2 separate regions of the Mus musculus genome follow, and region 1 is linked to region 2. The links are chromatin contacts, called in public HiChIP or PLAC-seq maps. All regions are on one chromosome and are shown on one strand. The core of a region is the stretch at or near the end of the contact, and the rest is flanking DNA. Distances in the headings are between cores, read along the strand shown.

Evidence for each region. HiChIP or PLAC-seq counts read pairs in DNA pulled down with a chosen protein or histone mark.
Region 1: an H3K27ac HiChIP or PLAC-seq map of extraembryonic endoderm stem cells shows a contact between it and region 2, with 2.3 times the contacts expected there. The contact joins the promoter of Banf2os here to the enhancer-like site in region 2. A contact is called at or near these places in 10 of 484 Hi-C or Micro-C datasets (the AtT-20 cell line, B cells, the HL-1 cell line and 5 more) and 4 of 115 datasets of contacts at active chromatin or transcription factors (embryonic stem cells, extraembryonic endoderm stem cells, microglia and 1 more).

Annotation. Positions count from the first base shown.
Region 1 is chr2:144,204,829-144,212,057 of GRCm38.p6, forward strand. Banf2os (a long non-coding RNA gene) reads right to left here and starts at 3,032. Exons shown (of 3, transcript XR_003953916.1): 1 at 1-3,032.
Region 2 is chr2:144,084,004-144,091,318 of GRCm38.p6, forward strand. All of the region lies in intron 2 of Banf2os (a long non-coding RNA gene), which reads right to left. Among named protein-coding and RNA genes, the nearest start is that of Banf2, 55 kb to the left of the region's middle. Within about 2 kb of position 2,453, at least 61 of the 459 cell types and tissues checked have an H3K27ac peak or open chromatin away from gene starts, as enhancers often do. A contact at or near this core is called in embryonic stem cells, extraembryonic endoderm stem cells, granulosa cells and 3 more, where this site is marked.

The sequences.
Region 1 (7,229 bases), core at 1,782-4,281, 120 kb after region 2:
TGATACTCTTCAGTTGTTGGCCCAGACAACCTCATGTCCTCCCAGCTCCGTTTGCCTATGTGGAAAATGAGGGTGATGACCGTGAGCTGACCAGCCTTAGACTGTCACATGACTAATTTCCTCTTCATACTGGCCCAGAGAAGAGATGAGGATAGGGGGTGGGGGGCAGGGTTCAAGAGGCTCTGGGCTCCTGACAACAATAAAGCCCGAAGGCAGCCCAAAGGCATGTGTCATGGCCGCTTCTTTTTGTCCCACATCTCTGGTGAACCTCTCACATAGCCTTCATATGGCTCACCCAAGCTGACAGGATTTTACATACAAAATAGACACAGGCCACTCACTTTCCACAAAACGGGCTCATGCTTACCCTGCAGCTTTTATTGTCTCTTAGCCTGTCTTCCGCCCCTATAAGAGAATTCGAGAACCTGGGTAATTTATACACGACAGACATTTTAACTCATGATTCTGAAGGGTAGGGAGCCCAAGCATGTAACAGCTAGCAAGAAGCTTTAAAACTGCTGCCTCAGCCCATGGCAGAAGGTGAAAGGGGGTGACAGGGTAAGAACAGAAGGGGGCTGAATTCATTTTACAACTCACTCTGGAGACAACAAACCCACCCCAAGCTCTGTTAAACCATGGAGGCGGAGTTCTAGACTCCCAACACAGATACCCTGAGGCTTACTGTTTCAAATGCATAAATTTAGCAGACACATTCAAACTCTCCTCACCATGTGTCTAAGCACAGCTGACATCCTTCCGCTGTGAGCATCCTCAAGGCGGACGTGCTACCGGTGTTTGTTTCGTTGGCTTGCCCCTTCACCTTCATAACTATCTCTGGGATTTGGTGCATAACTTACTTCCCTGGACCTTTCTCCCAGAACCCCTCAGGAAGCAGGAAAGTTGCTGTCATACACTCTTTGATCTGATGGTTTTGTTGTTTGAGACAACGTCTCACTATCTAGCCGTGGCTGGCCTGGACTCACTATGTAGACCAGGCTAGCCTTGAATTCACAGCGATGTTCCTGCCTCTGTGGTGTGCACCACCACACCCTGCCAACCTGGCTATCTGAGGCTCACTCACAACAGTAACAGAGAATTTATTTTCCTTCCATACCCCTCACCTTCCTCTTCCTTTCCCTTCTCAAAATAACTGTGAATTTATTCTGAGCAGTCTGCGATGGTCCTCTCGGGGATGAAAGCATTATCCGTTATTCCCATGGACGAGACTTTTAAAACCCAGTTGATTTTTGTTCTGAAGAAAGACACAAAAACCAATCTGCCCCTTGCCCCAAAGGCCAGCTCTGGGCTTTCAAGTTCAAACAGCAGCCATTCCAGTGCAGCTTCAAGTTTTCCTTGGGGCCTTCAAAAAAAAAAGAAAAGAAAAGAAAGAAAAGAAAAGAAAAAAAGAAAGAAAGAGAGAGAGAAAGAAAAAAGAAAGGAACACTGCAGAGAGTTAAAAGACCCTGTTCAAAACAAGACTTTGAATATCAAGTGGACCAGCACGAGGAATGCAAACAGCACACTCACCTGGGCAAATTGAGAAGAGTTTAATAGAGACCATATACAAAGATGCAGGTCAGTTTATAAGACGATATAAAGCTCATCCTATGGCCAGCATCAGTAGGGGACCCTCCCAAAGGTGAGGGAACAATTACAGGAACTCAGAAAAGACACCACAGAGAGGGTCCCAGCCAGAAAATGTGGCTTTGGGCAGGAGATGCACCCAAACGACAGGGGCTCAAAAAGGAAAAGGTTATGGGGAGGGAGACACCCTGACTCTCTCTCCCTGTCCTCTAGGTACATCTTGAGGACCTAGAACAACATCCTAGGAACCCCTGATGCAGGCTTTAGGATCCAGCATCCCAAGACACTAAGCTGAGTAGATGAGGCACCAGGCAAAGCCCAGGTGCAAATGGGACATCTCCAGTACAGATGCACTGGGAGTCCACATTCCAATTAGACATCACCGGGTGAGTAGAGCCAGGGACTAGCAATTTTTCCAGGTTTATTATTCTTTTACAAATATCATCAACTATTTCCCTTCAAAAGGCAAAGTTTACCCAGCAATTAGAATTTGATTTTAATTATGGGGTTCTTTTTGTCCACTGACACATTGCTGTTTCTGGCCTCATACATTCAAGTAGATAAAGGTATGGAGCACAGTGGCAGTTTGTGTGTTTCTTGCAGCTCCACCCCCAGTCCTGCAATGTCCTCACTGACTGCATATAAAGGAGGGAAGAAAGCAGGAGGTTTCCCCAAAAGGATAGCTGGGAGGGGATACATCCACAGAAATGCCAGCCAGCCCTTGCACAAAGACTCGCATGCTGCCTTGCAAAGGTCACTCCCTACGTAAGTGGCTAAGCTCAGATCAGAATAGCTGCCTGTGCTCACCTGGACAGCTGACATCACAGAATCTCCAGGTGGCACTCCAGGTGGCCTTCTAGAGCAACTGATCCTTGAGCCCCAGATCAACAGAAGCCTTCCCAGAAAGGCCATTTCTCCATATTGCCATCAGGAATCCCCAGGTCTACCTAACCTGAGAGGCAAAGACCTTGGCAAGTGGCTTCCAGCTAAGGTTCCAAGAAGGGCGCTTCCTCCCCCCCCCCTCTGTTCTGACTGTCACACATGATTGCAGAATTGTATCTTCACTCATACCAACATAAGGCAACAATACAGCCAGACCCTGGGTACAGCTGGGAGCTCTGCTCAAGCCCAAGAACAAAGAACACCCCACCCATCCTGGGGGGTGGGGCTGACAGACAAACAGCTGGATTCACATAAAGTTCCTAAGATATGGCATCACCCAGTACTCTGCTGGACATGAGATGTCAAGGCAGGAGCTGTGGAAATAAACAAAGCTATCACAGGCACCCTCAAATCTTTCTGCATACTTTGCCCCACATACCCCTGGTGCCAGCACATAGGTGCTGCCTTTAATAGACTTGGGAAATGAATCAGAAAAGCACCATCCCGTACCGAGCAAGGGCAGACTGCATGAAGGTGAGAAGCCAGATTTCTAAGATTTTTGTTAACAACTGACCTTTGCAGACAGATCCAGGAGAGATTTTTCTCTTGGCACAGTGTCGGAGACCTGAGAGAGGGGAGGGAATGCCAGGCCTGGTGATGTGCATCTTTGCCTCTCCTGGGAGCATCCCCTGGGTCCTCTTGAAACACCTATTGTTTCCTGAATGGTGGCTGTGGGCTTGCTGGTTCCTTTGCGTCATAATTCCTCAATGGAGGCCATTGTCTCCTGCCACAAGCCCCACAGTTCTTGTCTTTCTCGGTGACAGTGTAACAGGATCCAGCAGTGCCCAAAGGAGGCCTCCATTCCCTGCCAGAGTGGGCAGAAGCTACATGGGCATCGTGGAGGAAAGACAGGCTCGCTCCACCCCTTAACTGGAGACAGAACTTGGCCTACCTGGCCGGAGCAGATTTCAGTCAGTCAGTACAGCCAGCTCCTGTTCATCCCGATCCTCGAGCCACGTGACAGCCCGTTTCCGCTGCTCTGCAGACTGCCAGCCTTCAGGGGTACACCATACCTCCTGGAAGTGGGACCCATGGTCGTTCCCTCCTATGCTGAATGGAGCTTGCCTGTATAATCTGTTGTAGGAACGGCAGAAAGGGTCCTGCTCATAAAAGACACCGTGGCTTCTGCCTCAGTCTCTGGGATCACTCTCTTGAGAGAGTTGGCAACCATTCCGTAGACAGGTCTAAGAGTGAAAAGTGGAGACTTCCTGCCCACAGTCAGCATGGCTTCACCATCTGTGGAAGGAGCCATTTTGGAAAATGATCCTATGACCTCAGTGGAGCCTTGGATGGGGGAGTGGGAAGGGGTGGGAGTGGAGCAGGTGGTAGGGAACAGGGTTACATCCTGCAGTCCACAAGCTCCGAGCCAGGACTGAAACAAACTAATTCCAGGTTCCTGACCAGCAGAAGCTAAGAAACCCTAAACAACATTTCCTGGAGTTTGGGAGACAATCTGGGTCCAATCCGGATGAACCACTGACGGAAGAAGAAATCTGACGCTGGCAAGCTGTCCTCCAACCTCCGCATACATCCCATGCGGCACCCAAACAAAATAGATGACTGTGATTAGAACTAATTGATCTGCTTTAGGGCCTGGGTCCCTTTCCCAGCATGCTTTGTTTTATGACATTATATGGTTAATATTCTGGAAATAAGACCCAGCGATGCCCCTGCTCACAGAGAGTGGACATAGAGAGGCATGTGCCTACACACTTGCTCCCCCAGCACCTCCCTGCATTGTTCTGACATCTTCATCTTCCTTTCTTCTGTCACTCATTTAACAACCAGAGAGGCTGTTAAAAAAATTAAACAAAGCAGGCCAGCTCTGGCCAAATTGGAGTACCTGAGGCCCATTCCTCCCCAGATATTGCCTTCCCACCAAACACTAAATTCTGTTCCTCTTACAAAAAAAAAAACCCTGCAGCTCTGAGTCCATATCCGAGTTCCACTTCACACCAAGTACTGACCGGCCAGACCCTCAAATGACAAGTCATGTCTCCTTAAAATCCAACTTCCTTGATGGTTTTATTTTACAGTCATCATCCTTAAAGGCCAACCTATCCAAACACCATTGTGTCCTCTTGTCCCTCCAAGGCTGTATCGCTAAGGTCATAGGGGGAGGGGTGGTTCTCAACCATCTTCATCTTGAAAGGTCACTGAGCCTTGGGTCTTTGCAGAGGTAACTCTTGAGCCCTCCAGTGCTTCTCATAACACCCAAGAGACTCCTTGAACTCTTGACACAGACTCCCTAATGTCAAACACTTCATGACACTTGTGCAATCTGTCATGAGTCCTCTAGACTCATGGTTGCACTTGGGGATTTTGCTAAGTCTTTGTTTAAATGTCTGCCAGACTAACTTTACAACCCGTTCTCCAGCACTGTCTGAAGTGGATTTATCTCTGCTGGTGAGAACTATTGTAAGTTGCCACAAAGTTGGAGTCTTGAAGCCACACACGTTTATTTTCAAACCCAGGTATAGAGGCCAAGAAGGTGAAATCAGTGTACTGGGACCAAAGTCTGTCTGTCCAGGGAGAATCTTTGCTGCTTCTGGTGGTCTCTGGCTTTCCCTGGCTTGTGGCCACATCTCTCCAAGGGTAGTACCTTCAAATCTCTCTGCCCTGTCACATTGTCTCCCGTATGAGGTATGTTTCCATGACTCTCTCCTACAAGGACACTTTTAACTGGCATCTTCAGCCTATCTTGTAATCTAGAATACATTTTGAACTCACAATCCTCCGATGTATCTCCAGAGACTATTTTCGTTTTCAATACTGGAGATTGACCCTGGAATCCCACTTGTGCTAGGCAAGGACCCTTATCTCTGACACACACACACACACAAAACCCTCACTTTGCCTTTTCTTTCAAGACAGGGAATCACTGAGTTGCCCAGGCTAGCCCTGACAACACACATAAGGAAGTCAGAGGACTGCTTTGGAGAATCAGTCCTCTCCTTCCACAGTACCTGCCAGTGATCAAACCGTCGACCGGGGTGGCAAAGGCAAGCACCTTTACTGCTGGGCCACCTCGCCAGCCCCTCTGGGTTGTTGCTAATGATCCCAAACATACTAAGTGATGCTGCTCTGAGCTTTCCAAGTCCCTATCAAGGTTGTCAATCACTTGAGGTCACATCAGTCTGGACTTAAACACTACTGGATCCTAGTAAACCAGCCTTGTTTTTCACTATCTTCAGGTCATCCTCCAATCCTCCAGAAACGACCAGTCTTCTTTATTTGTCTTCGGTAGAGGAAAACTGGAGGTTACAATTAGGATTTCTCAAAACATACTGACCAGGTTTCGCATCCTGGCCCTGAGCCCCCCATCCCCCCCAAAAAAAACCTGTCCTATCCAGATGTCCAGATGTTCTTCTCCCGCACAGTCTTTGGCTCCTGCTGTCAGTCCAGGGCCAGCTTGCTCCATCGCTGTGGGCCAGTAGTGAAGTAGGGCACTCTGAGGAGCAAAGCTGCTCACAGAGGCCAATCAGTCAGCACAGAGACACACAGATAGGAGGGGGTTAAGGACAAGATATGCTCGTAGGACCTGCCCTCATCAGCCAGCTCCTCCAGCTAGGCCCCGCATCTTGAATTTGTGACCACTATCTAGGAACAAGAGCTTAAGGTGCCCTCTCATATTCAAACCATTACATGATTCATCTCTCCATGTCTCCTGCTGAGAGAGCCTGAAAGTACTGCTTTTACAAGAATGTGGTAGAGGTAACCCCGTGCTATTCCAAAAGAATCCTTTAGCAGGCTCTTGTCCTGCCTGTCGACCTTGAACTCCTGGCTGTTCTGGGCAACCAGTTCAGTAGAGCCTACAGATGCCTCTATCTCCAGACAATCTACCTATACCCATGTTGGATGCCCCCCACCCACCCCGCAACAAAAAACCCATCACCCAGTCAAACCCAGTCAACCTACAGAAGCAGGGTGATAAATGAGGACATCTGAAGCTACCAGATTGTGTGGCAGTTCATTACACAGCAATAGATGCTCAGAATAGCCACTTAGGAACTCCATAACCTGAAGCAAGCGGCAGGCCTTGACTTGAGTCCCCAACAGAAGAGACCATGATGAAAACTTGATGCTTGTAGTAAATTTGGGTGGCAAGTCCATGAAGTAAACAGGATGCAGGGTAGAGATGCAAGCCAGGGAGAGAAGGGTTCATGATCTGACTAAGATATCAGGAGGGACCTCCTGGGGGCGGGAAGAGTGCAGAATACATCTCAAAATTGTCTCAATAAAATGCTATAGTCACTCCAGACAACAGTGATAGAAGTTGCTGAACATTTTTTAAGATAATACTATATATACTCTAACAGTCCCACTTCTAGGTTGCTGTGGTTTAAATACATTTTCTCCACATTTCAAGTGAGGCCAGTGTGACGAAGAGGTACGGATTCCAAACAGATGCAGAAACCCGCAGCCAAACATTCAGCAGCAGAGCTCAGGGAGTCTTGTGGAAGAGTGGGGGAGGGAGCTGGAGAGGTCAAGGAGATGGCAAGAAGACCTTACAGAGTCAACAAACCTGGGGCCCTGGAGCCTCATAGAGACTAAACTACCAACCAAAGATGCATGGGCTGGACTCAGGCCCCCTACACACATTTGCCGCAGATGTGAAGCTGGGTCTTCCTACCAATTGGAACAGGGACTGTCTCTGACTCTGTTGCCTGCCTTTAGATCCCCTTCCCGTACCTGGGCTGCCC
Region 2 (7,315 bases), core at 1,203-3,702:
GACTTATGTTTCTTTCCACACATTTTCCAATGCATTTCTTTAAATTAAATTGTACTTATTTATTTATTGATGGACACCACACAGGCATGGCACAGCATATGTGTGACAGTCAGAGGATAACTTGTGGGGTTTGCTTCTCTCTCACCACCATGTGGGTCTTGGATTGAACTCTGATTGGCAGTCTTGGCAGCAAGTCCTTTATGTAGTGAGCCATCTTGCTAGCCCTCATGTGCATTTTCAAGGACAGTTTTACTAGAATAAAATTCATATAACATTAAACTCCTTTGTGCTTTAGTCTATCGGAGTCATAGGCCTCATTAGAATCTGATTTCAGAATGCTCTAATCACCCACTCCCTTCCCACAGCGCCCCACCCCCACCCTTAGAAACCACTCCTCTGCTATCTGTCTCTATAGATTTGTCTGTTTTAGGTACTTCGTATGCACGGAATCATGTGTTACATGGCTTCTGCCTTCTGGCTTCTTTCCCTAAGCATCATGTTTCCAAGATCCATCTGTGTGGGAGCATGTGTGTATATGCATTTTACAAAACAAGTAGAAATTACAGGGAGGAGGCATTATCTCGGCTTAAACATTTACATATTTTAAATATTTTCCTCCCATCATTAAATCCTCGAAAAGTAGTACAGACTTATAAATCCCAGCTTCTGGAGAGGCTGAGGCAGGAGAATCACAAGTTCAAGGCCAGTCTGGTCAATGGAACAAGACCCTGTCTCAAAACAAAAAACGTGGGGGTTGATGAGATGGATCACTGGGTAAGGGCACTTGCCACCCAACCTGACAACCCGAGTTCAATCCTCAAAACCCACAGAATGAGAAACAGAAGCCTACTAACTGCCCGCAAGCTGTCCTCTGCCTTCTCATGCATGCCACAGGGCCCCCAAGCCCACACCCCCACACCCTTACTCACATACAAATAAATAAATAATAAATATATTAAAAGAAATAAACCGCGAAGAAGTGGTTAATTATACAGCGTGGGGTCTTGCCCCGCATGCACCGGGCTGTAGGGTAAATGCCTCAGTAGAAAAGGGCGCAGAGGGAAAGGGCAGTTTGAACAGTTCTGTACATTTGTATCTTGGTCGCCTCTCTATGGACGGAGCCTGAGCTCTCGGGGCCCTTTGTGAGTTGGTTTAGTATTTGCGCACACTGATGTGCCCCTCCTGTGCACATTAGAGCCTCTCCAGATGGAACAGCAATGTCAGGACAGTGCCCTGCCCCTGTACCGGCCCCTAAAGAAGTCGGTCAGTGGCGTAAAGTTGCCCATGCTCTGTGCAGACGCAGTCTGGCCAACAACGCGTGGCTGTGGGAACCTATGCACCCCCAGCCCTCGGACATCGGGAGCCGACTGTACAACAGCACAGTGTGTGCACCCCATGTTCACTTGAACCTCCCGCGCTTACTGAGAGGTACTGGGGCGGGGGTTGCCATTATGAGCAAAGCTTTGGCAAGCAGCTTTTAATGTTTATTTCAGTCGCCTGTCCTGTTCTTCCTTCGGGAAGGTGCCTAGAAACTGACTCGAGTGTATTTTATGAAGACAGAGAGTTTGAGATTTAAAACTTTTGACTCTGCTATTTTCTTTTCTCCGGAAAGTTCTAACCCGTGCCACTCACCACAGAAAAGCCTAATTTATTAGCGGGCTGCCACACCAACTCTGTTCCAGCGCAAACTGGGCCTCCCTGTCCCCAACTCAGCAGACCCACTGTTGGTACTGAGCCTGCTGGGCATCCTCACAGGCTGCTCCCCTGTCCCCTGTCCCCTGACCCGTCCCTTCCCTTTTAACTTTACCTGCTTACTCACCTCTGCCATGGTCCTTACATTAAAAACAGGCCCTCCAGTCTCATCTCCTTCCTTGGCAGCTGCGCTGTTACTTTTTTCTCCTTAGCATTTATCACCTTCCAATCAACCACACCATTCACTTATTTTTATTATTCTGGTCCACTACAATTAATCAGTAGAGCCTGGCCCCGTGCCTGGCATGAGTAGGCACACAAGAAGTAAGCGTTGAATCAAATCCACTGCGGGCACTAAATGCTACTCTTAGAAAATTGGAGCCCACCCTGCCACCCACAGCCACTGTGAGCGTCTCCTACCAGCTCCCCATCAGTTCTCTTTTTTTCCTGACTCTGAAGTAAACTGGGAGGCAGCTTCCTTTGGAGTTGTTTGTCCTGCTCCTTAATGAAACTTGGACTAGGCAAACCCTGCCAGATAAGCCAGTCTGTGACCCGGGAGAACAAAGGTCGGCTTCTGGAAGGGGTGCAGATGCTTCCTGGGTTCTCGGGGAGGGGAACCCACCAGGGCATCCGTCTCCCTGGGACCTCCCCGTGCTGGCTCCCCTGGCCTTGTGGACAAGGACGGCTGCCCACAGTCCTTGGAAGGCAGTAGCCTCTGGAAGAGGCTGTGCTGCAAACACAGGCCTGGGGACCGGAAAGGCAGGTCTCAGCAGACGCAGGGAAATCCCTTCCCTGGCCCAGCCAGGCACCGCAGGGAGTCCCTGTGGAGCCTCCCCATTGTACCACACTTCCGCCCAAGCCCCTGGACTTTCTACTGTAGCTGAGGAGCAAATTCCCAAGCCCAATATGGTCATGTTTTTAAAGTGCCCACAAGTCGATGAACAAAGTCCCACAATGAATGGTCTCAGGGTCAAATCTGCACCAAAAAAAAAAAAAAAAAAAAAAAAACAAGCTCAGCGCTCATCTGAATCACAAACTCACACTGCATTCCTCCCTCACCGGGTCCACGCCCCGCTCCCACCCGCAGCCCGCACACCCCTGCCCTACCCCGCACAGCCAGTGCCTTGCCCTCCCCCATAAGGTCTATAAAATATGGTTCCCACCGAGATTGGCCTCAGAGATTCAGCCTCCTAACTTCTGACTGGAATATCCTGGAATTCTTTTGGGGGGAAATGGCTGTTAGAGCCCAAATGTGTTCTCTAAATCTTCTCTGAAGATGTGTATGTGGTGGCTAAGCTATGCAATATGGTCTTTATAAACAAAACGAGACCAAAAAAAAAAAATTCTAATGTTCACACAGAAAGCACAGGACTCCTCAGTAGTTCGATGAGTTTCCAGAAGCAATCACTCCCCGGGGTATCAGTCTAGGGGCGACACATCCAGGTAAGCTCTGTTTAGATCAACAGACTACCCCTGGCCACCCACGTCCTCATAGACCCCTCTCAGAGTCTGCTTCCCACACTATGCTGACACGCAGCAGCTGAGACTGGGCTAGACTGCTCTTGAACTTGGGGCTCATGTGTTCTCCCGTGTCTGGCTTCTCTCAGTGTGAGGCATGTTATTGCAGTAGCAACAGTTCCGGGTTTTGTTTGGTTGGTTTTGGCTTTTTGTGGCTGGGCCGTATTCCACTTCAGGAATAGGTTAACTTACTTATTGGTCATTACAATGGCTGTCTGGACAGGGCATTCTTTTGTGTCTCTTGGTCTACCCAGCTCCCTTGGGTGTCCTTGGAGTATGGTTGCTGGGTGACAGGACCCATATGTTCTCGGCTTTACTTAGCTAGCCAGACAGATTCCCAACGTGGTCAGCCTCTGGACAGCCATGTCTGAGCTCCTTGCATGTCTGTGTCTTCGCTGATTCTCTCTAGCCTGGGCTTTCCAGTTTCAAGTCATTCTGGGAGACACATAGTAGCGTACGTCTCAGTTTTCATTTACACTAAGGATCATGTCTTCGTTTTAAAACTCTTGGCATGTAAGGCATGACACAGACAGCTCATGCTGGGGTTATAATGGGGATCTGAAGACAGGGCCTGGAGAGGGGCTTCCCAGAACCCAGAAATCAGGGAAGCCATGACAGTAAGGGTTGGAGAGGTGCGCTTGCCAGAGAACAAGAGATCTGATGTCACCATCCTCCTTGGTGAGCCCAGCCCCAAAACTCCAAACTCTGTCCTTATTTTCCACGCCCTGGCCAGTTTCCCGTCCTTTTCCGGCAATCCTTTCCGTTACCCCCCCCCCATCTCCTGGTTATCACCTCTCAAAGTGCCACTTAAGGGTCACACCTTGCAGACAGCTCCCTCCACCCTCCACTCTCCACTGGCTTTAACTCACTGTGAGTGGCTAATGTGTAGTCTGTAAGATTACAGCCTCTGGCATGCTTCTGTAACCTGAACAGTTTCCTCCCCCTTCTCTTCCACCTCCTTCTCCTTTTCCTCCTCATCTTCCTCCTTCCTCTCCCCCTCCCCTTCCTCCTCCTTCCCTTTCATTTGTTACAGCATTCTGAAGTTGGGAGACGACGTGGTGTGAAAATCTAGCTCTCTAGCAATTCTTGAAAAAAAATGAAGGAGAGGGCACCATGGCAACCAGCAGCTGGAAGCTGAGTGGCAGCTGCTACCTTTTTCAGGCATGTGGGTGCCCAGTTGACCACAGTCCTCTCCCTGATACATGATACCAGCTGCTTCCCAGTTCTGTGGCACGAGCTCCCCTCAAGCCAGACAGACCTCTAGTGGCACGTGTGGGTGACTGTTGTTGTTGTTGTTGTTTTAAGAGGTACATCGAGGAATCCAGAAAAGGGGGGTTGCAAAGGGAGGAGAGGACTCCAGGAAGGGTGTGGACAGGCTAGCTGTGGGCACGTGAAGTTCCATACACAGAACAACATGGCTTATGATGGTCCTGGAGAAGGCTCCAGGCAAATGATCCTCCACCAGCCACAACTCTGTGGTCACATATCCTACAGGATTAAGAGGGCAGGAACCAGAGTCAGGGGTTTTCAAGGCCACAGTAGTCTCATAGGGGGATCTTGACAGCTTCTAATCTCAAGGCTCTCTTGGTCTGGCCTGAAGTGCCGCAAATGTCCTGAGTATTCGTTTATGTGTGTATCATTTTGATGCACGTGTGCATGCGTGTTCATACCTGTGTGGGTACATATGTGTATATGTACAGGTTCACATAAGCACACATATGCGACCAGCTGTATAGAAGCCCAAATTGATGTCAGGTGTCCTCTTGACTCCATCTCCACTTGACTTCAGAGGAGGCAGGATCTCTGTGAACCCAGAGCTTGCCCATTGCAGCTAGCTAGTCTAGCTAGCCAGCTTGCTCTAGGGATCCTCTTGTCTCATCCTCCCCAGTTTGGAGATCACAGGCTGCCACCAGCACACAAGTCCAGGTTTCAGGTAGGTTCCAGGACTCTCAACTCTGGTCCTCACGATTGACAGGCAGTGTTGTACCCACTGAGCCACCTCTCTCTGCATCGATCATGAGTATGTAAGAGTGTGTGTGATTGGGTGCCCACACCTTCCTCCACTCAGCTGTAGTGTGAGAGAACAGGTCTCTCCTTCTCTTACCATACACTCCGGCTTACAAGTATTCATAGGGTGTGTTCACACTTCACCTGACTGCAGGCTCCCTTAGGGTCGTAGGATAGTTTGAAACCCTCCTGAGAGATTCGGTGTAGGCGGGATCTTTCAGCTTCCCACTCCACACATACTGGTTTAAGTGGCATGTGTCCACTGATAATCAATGTGGTCCAATTGCTAAGATCCATAAACTGATGCTGCACTCTGTCCAGTGCTGTGGCTTGGGGAACTCAGAGAGAGGCTACTACATTTGTCATCACTTTTCTTGCCCAGCAGCTTCCACAAAGGCCTGGAACAGAGATTAGGGTGAAGGGTGGGGTAGAAAATTCAACACAGTGACTCCTGACCCCAGTCACTTGTTTGTTCCTACAGGCCAAAGTTCAAGAAGCCGGGAGGAAGGGGAGGGGGCATGGAGGAGGGGTTGTGTGAGGGAAGAACTGGGAGGAGGAGGAGGGCTGTGATCAGGATATAAAGTAAAGAAAGAAAGAAAGAAAGAAAGAAAGAAAGAAAGAAAGAAAGAAAGAAAGGAAGGAAGGAGGGAAGGAGGGAGGGAGGGAGGGAGGAAGGAAGGAAAGAAAGAAAGAAAGAAAGAAAGAAAGAAAGAAAGAAAGAAAGAAAGAAAGGAAGGAAGGAAGGAGGGAAGGAGGGAGGGAGGGAGGGAGGAAGGAAGGAAAGAAAGAAAGAAAGAAAGAAAGAAAGAAAGAAAGAAAGAAAGAAAGAAAGAAAGAAAGGAAGGAAGGAGGGAAGGAGGGAGGGAGGGAGGGAGGGAGGAAGGAAGGAAAGAAAGAAAGAAAGAAAGAAAGAAAGAAAGAAAGAAAGGAAGAAAGAAAGAAAGAAAGGAAGAAAGAAAGGAAGAAAGAAAGGAAGAATGGAAGAAAGGAAGGAAGGAGGGAGTAGGACAGACAATGGGAAGGACCCTCTACTACGTGGAAAGAAAATAGACTGAGGTCTGACATATAACAGGGATTCCCTGGAATTGACCCTTAGTGGCTGCTATCTGAGACCAATTACATTTCGATATCCTAACAGAGGATCATTCATTCATTCTCGCAAAGAAACAAAGCAAAACCCATTTGTTGAGACTTGTTGCTGACTTTTTACTCAAGAAGTGACTCAATGCTTTAGGAAAACTAAGACCAAGGAAATCGATAGTGACTGCTGAGCTAAGGGGAGATGGTGTGGCTGGGAGGAAGTTATCTGAGAAGAAGGTGATACTTGAGCTGAGAGCTGAACTGTAAGCATCAAGCAAACGGGCTGGTACAAGAAGGCAAGGATGCTGAAGGGGCAGAGGGAGGCTGGTGAGAGTGGAGTGGTGATGGGAAGGGCCATGGACAGGAGACCGGGCCCTAGAGGCAGGCAGCTCAGGGTTTGTGGACCATGCCAAGGAGGCAAGTGACAAGGAAAAGCTGCGCTGTAAGGAATAAGTCAGGGAGAGTCAGGGAGAAGTGGGGATGGATACCAGTGAGGAGCCTCAGGTCCAAGATGATAGGTTAGGAGAAGGGCTTTGTGGAAAAGTCAAGCTGGAGGAGATGGAACAGTCGGCTCTTGTGAATGTATTGAGTGTGTGAAGTAGAGTCGAGAACCAAGCAGAGCACCTAGGTTTCCTTATGTTGGTCATTTTAAATGGTACGTTAGGCATTGTGGGTACTCTTCCATGGGGGCTCTGGATTCTGTTCTATTTCTCTGTGGAGCCTTGCACTTGTTTGAGTGTTTGCTTACTTTATAAAGAAGCAAGCTTGCTGGGGACTGTAAAGTCTGCCTCTGGTGGCAGTTCAGTCCCCAGCATTGGCTAGGTTATAGGGAGTTCTCCTTACATATGTGTTATTCAAGATCAATGCTGAGCAGATTATCTGTCACACAGAATCTGGACCATCTCTTTGGTCAAAGTTTTCATTTTAGTATAACTGTAGAATAACATCCCCTGTTTAAAAAAAAATCATGCAAGATAGCTCTAAAACTTTTTGCTGTTTTTGCATGTGCACATGCACG